Regions from separate parts of the Mus musculus genome. Here region 2 is linked to region 1. Evidence: chromatin contacts called from public HiChIP or PLAC-seq data. All regions are on one chromosome and are shown on one strand. The core of a region is the stretch at or near the end of the contact, and the rest is flanking DNA. Distances in the headings are between cores, read along the strand shown. Region 1 overlaps Cpn1 (carboxypeptidase N, polypeptide 1). Region 2 overlaps Cyp2c23 (cytochrome P450, family 2, subfamily c, polypeptide 23).

What was found. HiChIP or PLAC-seq counts read pairs in DNA pulled down with a chosen protein or histone mark.
Region 2: an H3K4me3 HiChIP or PLAC-seq map of bone marrow-derived macrophages shows a contact between it and region 1, with 2.3 times the contacts expected there. The contact joins two enhancer-like sites. A contact is called at or near these places in 1 of 15 datasets of contacts at CTCF or cohesin (the NIH/3T3 cell line), 6 of 484 Hi-C or Micro-C datasets (cortical neurons, extraembryonic endoderm stem cells, forebrain and 1 more), 5 of 115 datasets of contacts at active chromatin or transcription factors (bone marrow-derived macrophages, embryonic fibroblasts, embryonic stem cells and 1 more) and 3 of 9 other capture datasets (adipose tissue, embryonic stem cells and pancreatic islet).

What each region holds. Positions count from the first base shown.
Region 1 is chr19:43,962,055-43,969,295 of GRCm38.p6, reverse strand. Cpn1 (carboxypeptidase N, polypeptide 1) reads left to right here. Exons shown (of 9, transcript NM_030703.2): 5 at 732-843; 6 at 2,982-3,121; 7 at 5,466-5,565. Among named protein-coding and RNA genes, the nearest start is that of Cpn1, 21 kb to the left of the region's middle. Within about 2 kb of position 3,660, at least 60 of the 459 cell types and tissues checked have an H3K27ac peak or open chromatin away from gene starts, as enhancers often do. A contact at or near this core is called in adipose tissue and bone marrow-derived macrophages, where this site is marked.
Region 2 is chr19:44,003,820-44,010,893 of GRCm38.p6, reverse strand. Cyp2c23 (cytochrome P450, family 2, subfamily c, polypeptide 23) reads left to right here. Exons shown (of 9, transcript NM_001001446.3): 8 at 3,729-3,870; 9 at 5,272-5,872. The coding sequence ends at 5,453. Among named protein-coding and RNA genes, the nearest start is that of Cpn1, 21 kb to the right of the region's middle. Within about 2 kb of position 1,798, at least 23 of the 459 cell types and tissues checked have an H3K27ac peak or open chromatin away from gene starts, as enhancers often do. A contact at or near this core is called in adipose tissue and bone marrow-derived macrophages, where this site is marked.

The sequences.
Region 1 (7,241 bases), core at 2,411-4,910:
AGATGTCTCAAAACAAACAAACAAAAACACAAAACTTTAAAAATTATTAAAAAGTAATAGGGGTTATAGTTATAGAGTCTAAGCCTGTGCCTCTCTTCCCAACACCTTCCGTCTGTCAGAACACACACGTTTTGGACTTTATGCAATCTTTGATTTCGTTTATTAAACTCAGCTAGGAAATGGCCCAACTGAAAGAGTGACAGTCTGCTGTCATCCCTCCATGACAGATTTATCCCGAGAAAGTGGAAACACCAGAATACAGGGCTCCCAGGAACAACTTTAGCATCTGGAAAGCTGAGGCAGGAGGATTGAGTTCAAAACTAGCCTGGACTACAGACTGAGACCCTGTCTCAAAATAGCCAAGGGAGAGAGGGAGGGAGGGAGGGAGGAGGGAGGGAGGGAGGCAGAGTTCAAGAATGATCCAGAACCTCCCCGTGTAGTCTGACTCATGCTCACTGACATGGATGAGCGCTCGTGTACACACACCCCATTACCACCACCACCACCTACACCACCAACGACGAGATCACCTCTCCTCCTCCTCCTCCTCCTCCTCCTCCTCCTCCTCCTCCCCCTCCTCCTCCTCCTCCTCCGTCTCTGACACTCCCTTGCATTGAAGCATAGAATGTGCTGTGTGTGCCATTGTAGCCTCTTATGTTTCCCCTGGTTGGGCCCCTGAGCCCCTGCTGGGGGTCAGGACTGCTCTCAGGCGTTTTCTGCTTTTCCTCTAGCTGGCCAAGGTCTACTCCTACGCCCATGGATGGATGCACCAAGGTTGGAACTGTGGGGACTACTTTCCAGACGGCATCACCAACGGGGCGTCCTGGTATTCTCTCAGCAAGGGTGAGCAGTCCTGGGGATGGCCCGGCTGAGGGGGAGTCTGCTTCTCAGGGGCACGATGGGGAATACTGTACAATTTTGCACTTGGGGTGGGGATTAGAGAAATAGAGAGCTTCCACGCTGTCTTTTTAATATCCTGTTCATGATCCCGAAAGACCAGGGAGGGCATAGTATGTGGTTTTATAAAACTAGCGTTTTATGCCCTAATCTGCTGGAGCATAGGAGAAAAATAATGAGGCCCAGTGAAGGGTGTGGTCTCTGAGATTAAGTTGGCTTGGGATTCATTTTACTGGGGTACTAGCTTTGTGGCTTCAGGCTAATTGCATGGCCTCTCTGTGTTCTGGTTTCCCTGTCTCTAACTAAGCCTGACAGCGCACTGGCCTCAGTTTTGATACTTTAAGTAAAGCAGTTAGATACATCTGGCTTCTAAATGCTGTCTTCTAAAGCAGCACAGAGGTGGGCTTCAAGCAACTGCAGGTGAGCAGAGGGGTGGGCACCCTGACTACCAACCACACACACACCACCACCACCACCACCACCACCACCACCACCACACACACACACACACACACACACACACACACACACACACTGGGTCTTGCCTGGGATAGGCTCAGGACACACGTCTGCTGTGAACCTCTTGCTGTAAGCATCGGGAAGGGGCTAGAGCAGGGAACCCGGCTCTTTCAGGAGCTGTTCCTGTCTGTCCTTTTTCACACTCTCCATCTGAGCCACCTGTATTGATGAGGGCTGAGTTGATGTTTGGTCCTGGGGAGAGTGGAGAGGAGAGAAGCCGGGGAGTCATTTGTACTAAGAAGTTAGGCTTGTGCACCAAACCTACTTGAATACACAAGAAGATTCTGGTAGATTCTTCTTTCTTTAACTTTGTGCTAGGAAGCCAACCTCCTCACCCCCCAGATTGGAAGCATCAGAGACGCTTTTTCTTTTCTTTTCTTTTCTTCTCTTTTCTTCTCTTCTCTTTTCTTTTCTTTTCTTTCCTTTTCTTTTCTTTTCTTTTCTTTTCTTTTCTTTTCTTTTCTTTTCTTTTCCTTTCCTTTCCTTTCCTTTCCTTTCCTTTCCTTTTCTTTTCTTTCTTTCTTTCTTTCTTTCTTTCTTTCTTTCTTTCTTTCTTTCAAGATGTCTTTATTTTTTATTTATATGAGTACACTGCAGCTGTCCTCAGACACACACTAGAAGAAGGCATGGGATCCCATTACAGATGGTTGTGAGCCACCATGTGGTTGCTGGGATTTGAACTCAGGACCTCTGGCAGAGCAGTCAGTGCTCTTAACCGCTGAGCTGTCTCTCCAGCCCCAGATAATTGCTTTTTCTTTTTTTTTCTTTTTTCTTTTTTTCCCCCGAGACAGGGTTTCTCTGTATAGCCCTGGCTGTCCTGAAACTCACTTTGTAGACCAGGCTGGCCTTAAACTCAGAAATCCGCCTGCCTCTGCCTCCCGAGTGCTTGGATTAAAGGCATGTGCCACTATACTTTTTCAAATCATTCTCTCTCTCTCTCTCTCTCTCTCTCTCTCTCTCTCTCTCTCTCTCTCTCCCTCCCTCCCTCCCTCCCTCCCTCTCTCCCTCCCCACCCTCCCTATCCTCTCAGAAAGCATGGCCCGTGCCTCCTCAGAGAATCTCCACCCTAAACCAAATCAACACAATCCCAAGATTAACAATAGTTAATTAGGTCAATTCTAGTGGTTGTCTCAGCAATGAGGTCTCTGACCACAGTAACCTGGGAAGTTGTCCAACACAGAAACTTGGGGCCCTTGCCCTGTGCCCTGTGCCTCCTGAGTTAAACCCTGAGTTAAGGCCCAGTGATCTGTGTTAAGCTGCATGGCTCACCTTCTAGGGGCTTTAGTACCTGGGAGGAAACCAGTTGTTTAGTTATGGTTGCTGGTCTCTGTGTTTATTTTAAGACAGAGCCTCGCTATGTAGCCTAGGCAGACCTGGAACTTGCTATGTAGACCAGGCTAACCTTCAGCCTGAGACTCAGGAACAGCTCTGTGGAGAGTAAGTTAGCAGATGTCAAGAGGTAGGAGAGAAGCTGATAAAGATGTGGTGGAGAAACTGTGACTAACGAGAAAGGTGGCAATGGTGGGTCCCTCGACACAAAGATCTGCCGCTGTCTCTTTCCCTAGGAATGCAAGACTTCAATTATCTCCACACTAACTGCTTTGAGATCACGCTCGAGCTGAGTTGCGACAAGTTTCCCCGGCAAGAGGAGCTGCAGAGGGAGTGGCTGGGTAACCGGGAAGCCTTAATCCAGTTCTTGGAACAGGTAAGATCCTTCCGTTTGACTCTTCTGGTTGCAAGAGAGGTCTTCCAATGGCAGCTGGGGTTGCCACAGGCTCAGGCTGTCCCCAGAGCTGACTCCACTCAACCAGCCCTCTACTCCTGCGGTTGGTTTTCCTTCAATGTCCTAGAGCATAGCTGTCTGTCCAAAACTTTACTGTAAGCTGGGGACTCTGGGTAAACAAGCCTATATCCCTGTCTCTATGGAACTGATGTTCTAACCGGGGCAGACAGTAAGCAAAATACGGAAGTAAATTCTGTGCCTCATTAAAAAGAGAAGTGCTGTGAAGAAAGTCTCCCGGAGAAAGCCACTCTCAAATGGGGTCTGAGGAGCCTGAGGATCGGAGGGGCTCAGACAAGCCAGGTTATCTAGAACAGGGGTGGGCCCTCCAGAATAGGTCCAACTAAAACAAGCCAAGTCCACATCTGAAAGGTGCCCGGCAGCAGCAACCACAGCCAGCTGCCGCCTCAAGTGCACCGCAACGGCTGCTGTGAGAAACACATGACAAGGCTTGGAGGAGGGGGAGAAACTGGACTCTTTTAGGCACTGTGAGCAGAAAGTGATGTTGCTTCTAAGCCAAGCAGTGTGACAGAGCTTCCGGAAAATTAAAAATGGGGCTGAAGTTTAGCTCAGTGGTAAAGCTCTTGCTTAGCACACGAGGGACCCAAAATTGTGTTTCCAGACCCACAAAAGCAACCACAATTAGAATAAAATTGTTATATTATTCAGCATGGTTAAATCTCAAAGAAGTGAAGACAGGCAGAGAGAGAGAGAGAGAAAGGGCCTTCAAAACCAGGTAAGCGCTGACACACACCTTAGCACGACTGGATCTGGATTATGCAATAAGCAATAAGCCAGTCGTATGGCAGTAAGCCGTGCCTCTGTTTAGATAGAGTTTATACAGTCGCACAGACAGAATGCAGAATGGTGTCTGGGGCTGGAAGAGCAGGAGGTGGGGTAGAGAATGAGAGGGATGGAGACTTTCATCTTAAGGAGAGCAGTTTCAGTGTCAGATGAAGAGAGTTCTAAAAGTGAGTTGTTGTGCTAGGCACATATTACAAATGTGCGTGATAAACTGGGCTGTACAATTCACAGAGTGAACATTTTACCACAATTTACTTCAAATTTTCTCTCTCTCTCTCTCTCTCTCTCTCTCTCTCTTGTGTATTCATGCCATGATGTTTGTGTGGAAATCAGAAAGCAAGTTGTGGAAGGTAGTCTGTTCTCTTCTTCCAGCATTTTGGGTACCAAGTTCAAACTCAGTCAGGCTTAGCAGCAAATGCCTTTAACCACTGAGCCATCTCAGTAGATCACAATCTAAGGTTTCTCTCTCTCTCTCTCTCTTTCTTTAAAGATTTTATTTATTTACTTATTTATTTATTTATTTAATGTGAATATACTGTCTCTGTCTTCAGACACACCAGAAGAGGGCATCGGATCCCTTACAGATGGTTGTGAGCCACCATGTTGTTGCTGGGAATTGAATTCAGGACCTCTGGCAGAGCAGTCAGTGCTCTTAACCGCTAAAGTTTCTAAGTTTCTTTTCGTTTCATTTCGTTTCGTTTCGTTTCGTTTCGTTTCCTTTCCTTTCCTTTCCTTTCTTTTCTTTTCTTTTTAAGATTTTATTTATTACTATATGTAAGTACACTGTAGCTGTCTTCAGACATTCCAGAAGAGGGCATCAGATCTCATTACAGATGGTTGTGAGCCACCATGTGGTTGCTGGGATTTGAACTCAGGATCTTTGGAAGAGCAGTCAGTGCTCTTACCCACTAAACCATCTCACCAGCACCCCCCCCCCTTAAATTTCCTTAATTGTAACAAAATTCAAGGTTAGACCAGCAGGAGCTGGAGAGATGGCTTGGCGGTTGATTGAGAGTACTGGCTTGTCTCAGCAAACCTAAGTTTGTTTCCAGCATCCTCATGGTGGCTCACAAACATTGGTGACATTAGTCCCGAGAGCTCTGTGACCCTCTGCTGGGCTCTTCCAGCAACATGTAGGCACAGGGTACAAAGACACACGTGAAGGCAAAATACTCAACACACATACACTTGAGACTGGGCTACTAGTGGGGACTGTGGCCTCACAAGCCCACCCACACAGGAGCTTTGAGAAGGCAGTGTACTGTGACTGAGTGACAGGATCACTCCGCCTACTAAGGAGGGATTATGGGATTGGAGGAGCAGTGAAGAGCTAGTTTACAGGGTGTTGTCATGGTGTTAATGAACATGGACTGAGAGGAACCATGAGAAAAGAGAAAGGCCAGAGCCTTTCCCACTGTCCAACCACTGTGTGATTCTGACTCTCGGTGGCCACTGTTTCCCGCAGGTCCACCAGGGCATCAAGGGAATGGTGTTGGATGAGAACTCTAACAACCTCACGGGGGCTGTCATTTCCGTCACCGGCATCAACCACGACGTCACTTCAGGTAGGAGGGGACCAGTTGGTAAGCCAGAAAGACCAGCCATCGAGGACACTGAGAGGAGGGTGCGTGCCGGGTATGGGAGCAGAAAAGACGCGCTGCATCAAGCAGCTAAGATTCGGATAAGGAGATTCTTCACCTGCTAGAGGGAGCAGGCTCTGAGAGCAGGGAGCGAGTAGCCTTGAAGCGAATGGAGCCCCTGGTCAGAGCCCCTGATGGCTGTGGAGGCAGCCTGGTTGGGAGGACTTCTGGGCTAGACACCATTCATAACAATGGAGTGGAACAGCCAAGAAGGACTATGACTCTCGTGTTTATTCTCCCCTCCGCTCAGGCATTTCTCACGGGTCCATTCAGGCAAAGCTAATAGATTCCTCCTATAGGCTGGATCTGAGGCAAGGCAAGCAGTGGAGGGTAGGTAATCTTGGAGCTACCTAGAACATGCCAGAAGGGCACTGGCTGGGTTTCCTCTGCTGTTGCTATGATAAAGTACTCTGAAAAGAAGCAACTTAGGGGAAAAACGGCCAGATGTGGCTTCTAGCTCCAGGGTCTAGTCCATAGTTGGGGGTCAGGGTGGCAGGAGCTTGAAGCTTCTAGCGAACTCACATCATAGTCAGGAGACAGAGCTATGACCCAGAGCATTTTCTCCACTTACATAGACCGGATTCCCAGCTGGGAGTGGTCACCCAACAATGTGTAGGCGTTCTCACCTCAGCTAACACGGTCATGACACCTCACAGACATGCCTGGCTAGTCAGCCTCACAGGCGTGCCTGGCCTGTCTCCTTGCTGACTGTCCCAGCCTGGCCAGTCTCCTTCCTGACTGCCCCAGCCGAATTGACCACCTGCCAGTCTTAGGAGTTTCTTTGTGTTGATTTTTCGTGGATGCCAGTGGCTACACGCCTCCCAAAACAACCTTGTTCGCTACCAAGCAGGCATCTAACAACTCATGCTGCCTGTCCAGGCTGGAAGAAATCTCTTCTTCGTGTCCTTAGAGGTGGTCCCAGAGCCCTTCAGAGACAGGCTTGTTTAAGGAAAAGGCAGAGTTCCAAAAGAACTCTGTTACCTCAGTCTGGCAGAATGGGGAATCTTCCAGCCCCGAGGCTGCATACAGGACTGTGGAGGGATCAAACTTCAGCACCATCTCTGAGAACACTGGCTGCTGGTCTTGGTTCTTCCTCATTTAAGCAAGGGTGGGGAGGGTCTCTGAAATGTCAGAGCCACTAAGAATGAATACCACAGTTAGGTTCCGTTTTTTCAGGATCCATTATGAGGATTAGACACTAGTGACGTAGGCTGTGCTGCTTAGTGAAGCACCTGGTGTTGGTTACAGGTGGAGACCGCCAAAGCCCTCTTTCAGAAAGCATCGAGAAATGGAGCTTTTGTCACGCGATTGCTAATTGCCCCTGATCAAGAGCCCCCAATTAAGACAATAACAGTTTCTGGATATAACCTAAACTCTCCAATATGTACATAATTACACCCTGCATTGTTAAAGTATTTTAAAGTAAATTACAGGGCTGGGGGTGTAGCTTGGTAAGCACTTGCCTAACGTGCAGGAAGCTCTGAGCTCAATCCTAGCACTGACTCAGCTAGGGGTGGTGGCTCACACCTATCACCCTAGCATTCAGGAGCCTCAAGGTCATAACTTGAAACTCCTAAGACTGGCAAGTGGCTACATGGTAA
Region 2 (7,074 bases), core at 549-3,048, 43 kb before region 1:
TAGTGAATATGTAAAATAAACCCACAGAATGGAATAGACTGAAAATAAAAATTATAAGGATTCATGTTTTAACTTATCATACTATATAGACTGGATGTTTAAGAGAACTCTTAAGACAGGGTTTCACCATGTAGTCTTGGCTGGCCTAGAACTCACTGTGTAGTCCAGACCGTGGCGGAGCTGGCAGAGTCCTGCCTGAGGGATGGCAGGCATTCTTGCTGGAAGCAGCAACAAAGGTAACCTCTGCAGGAGGCTGTGTGGCCACAGCTGCAGGCGTTCACAGCTCCAGAAGAGCATCCCCACTGCTAAGAAGTTTTATTTTGTGCAGATTTTCCTCAAAATAAGAATTTCTTATATATTATAATTTTTAATAAATCAAAAGACTTATTCTGTATTAGGCTGGGAAAATTTATCTACAAATAAAATAACATGTTTATATTACATATATAAAATGTATTTATATTAATACATATATTTTCTGGAACCAATAATAGATTCCAATTTTGATATGGAATTAATTATTAATAATTATATTATATATAATAGATAAATATATGTACATACATATGTGCATATATATATATATATATATACACATATACATACTTAAAAGCTAGATGTTGAAGCATGCACTTATAACCCCAGTTTTTGGCAGATGGAGACAAGAGAATCAGGAGTTGAAGGCCAGCCTCAGTTACATAATGAGTTTGAGACTCTGACTCAAAGCACAAACTAAAAGAATGTAGTTTATATCTGAGGGTTAGAAATGTTCTGTTTTAAAAGATGCTCACTAACCATGGGAATTTAAAATTCTGCTATTCCTATAAACTAGACTAGTGTGCAAGCTACGTAATACCACAGGTTCTATGTGGAAACAGTGGGCCAGGCTGTGCATGTCTTGTTTTCATTTCATAAGGTATCTTCCAGGGGACAATTATGATCTGGTAACAGTGATGATATCAAGCTAGAAGCCTGTGAAGAAGGAGGGAGGAGCCAGTGGGATGGCTGAGTAGGTAAAGGTGCTTGCTGCCAATTAGTGACCTGAGTTCAATCCTGGAACCCAGGTGGTGGAATGAAAGAACTGCCCTCTGACCTCCACGTGCACACCGCTGCAGGAGGATAAACAAACAGATAAAATGTAAAGGTATTTTAATCCAGCAACATGGCTGCTCTGATCGCATCCAAAGACCTAGGTCTGTGATCTGGCTGGAATGTAGACAGGCCTTTAGAACACACCTGCAGTCCCCGAATATGAGTCTAATTAAGGGGCAGACAAAGTGACAAATCGGAGAAAGATTTGACAGAATGGGTCAGAGATAGGATACGCCCAACTGTCAGAAGAAAGGCTATTTAAGGTCAGCCCTGGGAGGATCAAGGGGGGTCAGTCCAAATGTCAGTGAGCGGGAGTAGGGTCTGTGGAGAGTCAGTGTAATGAATGTAGTGGACTTGAGTTCCTGTGTTCAGTGCAGGTCAGCAGAGGGAGTAATTCAGTGAGAAGCTGAGAGAAGCCTAATTGAATCAGTCAGTTTGGAGAGGAGTTGGAGCCAGGACAGCTGAATTGAACCAGCCAGCCAGAGCTCAGAAAGAGCTAGAAAGGGTGAGCTTATTCAGCGGTAAGTCTCCGAGATGACAATTACATCAGGCAAATACAGGTTATTTTTATAGTAAATGTCAAAAATAATTTAAGAGAACAAGAGAGAAACATTTTTGCTTTATAGCCTTCTTCTGCACAGTACAGTTTTGCACCGCACTGTCATTTCCAATTCTTGCGCAAACGTTTAAAGAAACCGGAAGTAAAAGCAGAAAAGCTTTTGGCTAAGCTGGGTGCTCCAAGACCAGACAGAGCTTGATCCTGGTTCCAGCTGTGCTGCTTGCCATAAGCAAGCGTTTCTCCTTTCTGATCCTCAGCTCCCTGTTTATATAACGTGAGCCAAAAACGCATCCTCTCTCTTCCATTGGCATGAGAGTTAAACGAGGTTTATAAACAGCTCCGCACGGGGTCGGGCAGATGCGAGGCTTCCTGCATAAACAGTGGCCGCCGTTAGCATGCCGTTAGCATGTCATCATCAGGGCTACAGCTTCTTGATCACTCCCCACTCACAGCCCTTCTCTACCAGGACCTTTGCATCTAGGCCTACCAAATAGGTATATACGTTAAACATTTTCTGGTGATAAATTTTCTGGTTAAGTATTTTGATTTTATAATTGTCAATGCTGAGAGCACCATTTTGCATAAATGTTCAGCACAAAAAAGCAGGAGGAGATTTACTGCTATTTCAGAAGTTATTAAAAACCCCTACCCTACCAAAATTGCTTTAAACAATTTCATAATGGCACTCAAGTTGGTGACTCAAACAGCAAGTTTTAAAACCAGCCTTTTTTTTTTTTAGATTTTTTAAAAAAGATGTATTTATTTATTATATGTAAGTACACCGTAGCTGTCTTCAGACACACCAGAAGAGGGCATCCAATCCCATTACAGATGGTTGTGAGCCACCATGTGGTTGCTGGGATTTGAATTCAGGACCTCCAGAAGAGCAGTCAGTGCTCTTAACTGCTGAGCCACCTCTCCAGGCCCCAAGCATCCTTTCTAACACAATTTAAAGACACATTAACTTTAGACTTGCAGGCTGAAGGAAGACAGAAGGGGGAAGCCTGAAAGTCTTTGCTGTCTATAGTTAAACCATTGTTTCTATGAGCACAGAAAACCTGTGGGTACAGGAGGAAGATTGCAGACCAGAGCATGCGGTTGTCTTGCATCTCAGCTGAGCTGTTTCGGGCCACGTTCTCCGGAGTTGTGTGGTCTGACAGCATGCTCAGTGCAGGGCACACGCTGTGTCTGGATAAGACGGCAGTGAAGCCACAGGACGCCACCCCTGTAAGGATGGTGGGAAATCCCCGATTCCTTACATGTTGAATTTGGATGACATTTTTGGTCCTTGTGTGTGTTCATGTGGCTAGCTCGCATACAGTTCCCACTCTGATAGCTTGCTTTATATTGCTTCGATAACGCTGTGACCAAAAGCAATTTGGGAGGAAAGAGTTTATTTACAGTTTAGCTTACATATCCCAGGTCACAGTCCACTGAGGGAAGCTGAGGCAGGAACTCAAGGCAGAAACGGAAGCCATGAAGCAGTGTTGCCTACTGGCTTGCTCCTTCTGGCTGATCCAGTTGACTTTCTTACCCGCCCCAGGACCACCTGCCCGAGGGCGGAGCTTCCATAGAGGGCTGGGCCCCCCACATCAATCAATCCTTAGTCAAGAAAATGCCCTATATACAGGCTTGTATTTTCTCAGTTGAGGATCTTTTTATTACGCCATTTTACAAGTGAGGGGAACGAGGTTCCATTGTACAGACCCGAGGCTCAGCGGCTCATTTTCTTCCACTTACATCAGAATCCAGAGAGGAGGAAAAACAACAAAAAAAGTAAGCATGCCAAAGTTAAGTCTTTCAGCTTGAGGCTGAAGCTCCAAAAAAAGCGCGTGTGTGGGCACTGTGAGCTGCCGCCTCAGATTTTCAGCAACTAATTCTTGAATGCTGACTGTCACTCTTACCACAAAGAACTGCCAGGCCGGTAAGTGCGCGTGTAGCAGCAGTAACCCGAGACAGCCAGGGACTATGTGAGTATTTCCCTGTTAAATCCACTGTTACTCAGAGCATTTGAGTGGCTTGGGAGCTATAGGCTAACTGTGGTAAAGCACCTCCGTGGTCTGTCTCTTGGTTCCAGGGCACCGCTGTGTTCCCGTTTCTGTCTTCCATCTTGTTGGATCAAAAGGAGTTTCCCAACCCAGAGAAGTTTGATCCAGGACACTTTCTGGATAAAAATGGCTGCTTCAAGAAAACAGACTACTTTGTTCCTTTCTCCCTCGGTAAATATACACGTTTTGGGCAACTCTTAGCGTCACTGAATTACGTCTTACGTGACCCACTGATGTAAAGTCAATTGATCGAACTGTTCTAACTTCCCAAGTCTAGCTAGAGACATTCAAGTCTCTATACCAGTCACATCAGCTTCGTCATCCAGGAACTATTGGGTGGCTGCTAATTGCAACTTCTTAAAGAAAACAAACATTAAATTCAGATGTCACCTATTGCTTGGCAGTGAAGAAACTGTTGCAAATTTTGTCTGCTGGTTTTCCTTTGTAATATCAACTTTTCCAAAACACTCCAAGATATAAATGTCTTCATTTAACTGTTATTAATTATTAATAATATTAATTTTCTGATTCTCAGAGCCAGAGTCCATCAGAGAACCTTCATCATCTTTCTTCTCCAGATTTGGCCTCCAGTCATATTTACTGGAAGGCCATAAAACCCACTTGGCATTGTCAGCCTGCATTCCTTCTCACTGTTAGTCTGTGTGTTTATTTGACTAGCATTTTTTTTTTCTAAATAAGCAGTTTAAGGAGCTTGAGTTGTTGTGGTAAACCAGTTGCCTATAGTATGTAAGGCCCCAGGTTTGATCTGTAGGCCTGCAAAAATAAATCAATAAATAACAAATCAGAAAGTTTAATATGCATCATTTCTAACTACAATGATAACAAATATCCAACATAGAAATTCTGTAAACTAGTAGAAGAGAGGGAAATAAAACTACCTGCAATTTCCCATTATAGAGATAATCACTTACGGACTTATCACAGATACTTTAAACAGTACCATGGTATATGTAATGGGTTGTTATTATTATTATTAAGCTTGGCTTATTCTGTACAGTCTGTAGTAATCTGCTTTTACATAGTATGCTGTGATAAGGAATATTAAATCATCTTCCATGAAAATCTTGCAGTCGCATTGTATAATAGGCTCATAATGTGTTGCTTACCCAGTCCTTTATAGAGCCAGGTCTAGGTCATTCAGTCCCACAGTGTCATAGAAAACGGTGCAAGTACTGGCCTGAGAGCCTTGCTACTGCCTTCAGATAACCCCCTGGAAGCACTGACGATGAAGATTTCTTGAGTGTTTCTGAAAGTTTTTAATTTTTTCATTTGATGTATATGGGTGCACGTGAGCTTTCAGGGCTCAGAAGAGAGTGTCAGATCCACTCTAACTGAAGTTAGAGCTGTTTGTGAGCCACCAAGTTGGTGCCAGGAACCTGGGTCCTCTAGAAGAGCAACCAGGGATCGGAACCCCTGGGCCATCTCTGGCCCCTAGAGCACTGGGATAAGTGCTCGGTTACTGTCCTCCTGAGGGTTCTGGTGGGCATTGTCAGCGGCTTTCAGGTCTCCTTTGAACACGAAGAGAGCTAACAGGGTGTTTTCTCCTTCCAGGGAAGCGATCCTGTGTTGGCGAGGGTTTGGCCCGCATGGAGCTCTTCCTGTTCTTCACCACTATCCTGCAAAAATTTTCCCTAAAGGCTCTGGTGGAGCCAAAGGACCTTGATATCAAGCCTGTTACTACTGGGCTTTTCAACTTGCCACCGCCTTACAAGCTGCGCCTTGTTCCAAGATAGGAGTTTCTCCTTTTAATCATTCAAATCAAAGTAATTGTTCTCTTTTTTTCTATAAACAGTCTATTTTGCTAAGTGCTACCTAGGCCAGAAACATCACTCACTAACAGCACGTGGGCATTTGTTTCCATCTTAAAACCTGGGTCCTGAAAGCTCCCAGGACACAGGCAGGGTGTCTCAGTTCCTCAGCTGTCTATAAACTAGGCCCTAAGCACAACTGACACCAGATCCACAAGGCCCTCATCAGACGCCACCTGCAAGCAGCTGCGTGCTCTTCTGTGGCTTCAGAAATAGAATTATATTCTGTCACTGTTTCAATAGAGAAATTAATGTACCAGCCCACACACATTTTCCTATTCTCACGTAAAAGCATTTATGTGGTTTGTGTCACCTTCATGAAATAAATTCTCACCCCAATAATAGTTTCTTTGTATGTTTGACTTTATCTCAAGTCTCAAAAACAAAAAACAAAAACAAAAACAAACAAAACAAAACAAAAAAAACAACCTAAAACAAACAAACAAAAACCAGACCCTTTCCTTGGCCTGTAATCTACAAGAAGATAAATAGCAATTTCCAGAGCTCTCCCTGCTCCCCCATCTATTGGCAGCCATTGGTTTGCATGTGGCCCAAAGAACATCCTTAAGAAGTGAAACTACGGGGGCTGGAGAGGTGGCTCGGTGGTTAAGAGCACTGGCTGCTCTTCTGGAGGTCCTGAGTTCAATTCCCAGCAACCACACCACATGGTAGTTGATGCCCTCTTCTGGTATGTCTGAAGACAGCTATAGTGTACTCATATACATGAAATAAATAAATCTGAAGAGGAGGAGGAGGAGGAGGAGGAAGAAGAGGAGAAACTACATCTAGGACTAAGGCACAGACATTCATGACTGGGCCCTCCTGACAGACACAGGGGTTGAACCAGGGGCAAAGAGCAAGAGGGCAGGAGACAATACACCTACACCTTGCCAAGGGAACAGTGGCTACACAGGAGAACAGCAATGATAGCTGCCCTAGAAATGTCTGAGGTGAGTTCAGTGAGCAGCAGCTGCCACCAACTGGGTCAAAAGCCGACACTTTGGGTCAAAGACCTGACCACTCTGGCAGCCCTGGAAATGAGCGGACTGTAAAGACAGAGCTGAGGCAGGAGAATGAAAAGACAAGCCACTGGTTGGAGAAAATGTTCTCCAAGGATGCATCTCAGAAAGGAAGATCACTTCAGTCAGATATTCAACACTTGAAACTCGATTTGAAATTGAAACAGAGCCGGGCAGTGGTGGCACACGCCTTTAATCCCAGCACTCGGGAGGCAGAGGCAGGTGGATCTCTGAGTTCGAGGCCAGCCTGGTCTACAGAGTGAGTTCCAGGACAGCCAGGAACTCACAGAGGAACTACACAGAGAAACCCTGTCTCAAAAATAAAAAAGAAAGAAAGAGAAAGAAAAGAAATTGAAAGGGATGTTAAATATAGGGCTTAAGAAATAAACAGATAGCTAGGCAGTGGTGGTGCACACCTTTAATCCCAGCACTTGGGAGGCAGAGGCAGGTGGATATCTGAGTTCAAGGCCAGCCTGGTCTACAAAGTGAGTTCCAGGATAGCCAGGGCTACACAGAGAAACCCTGTC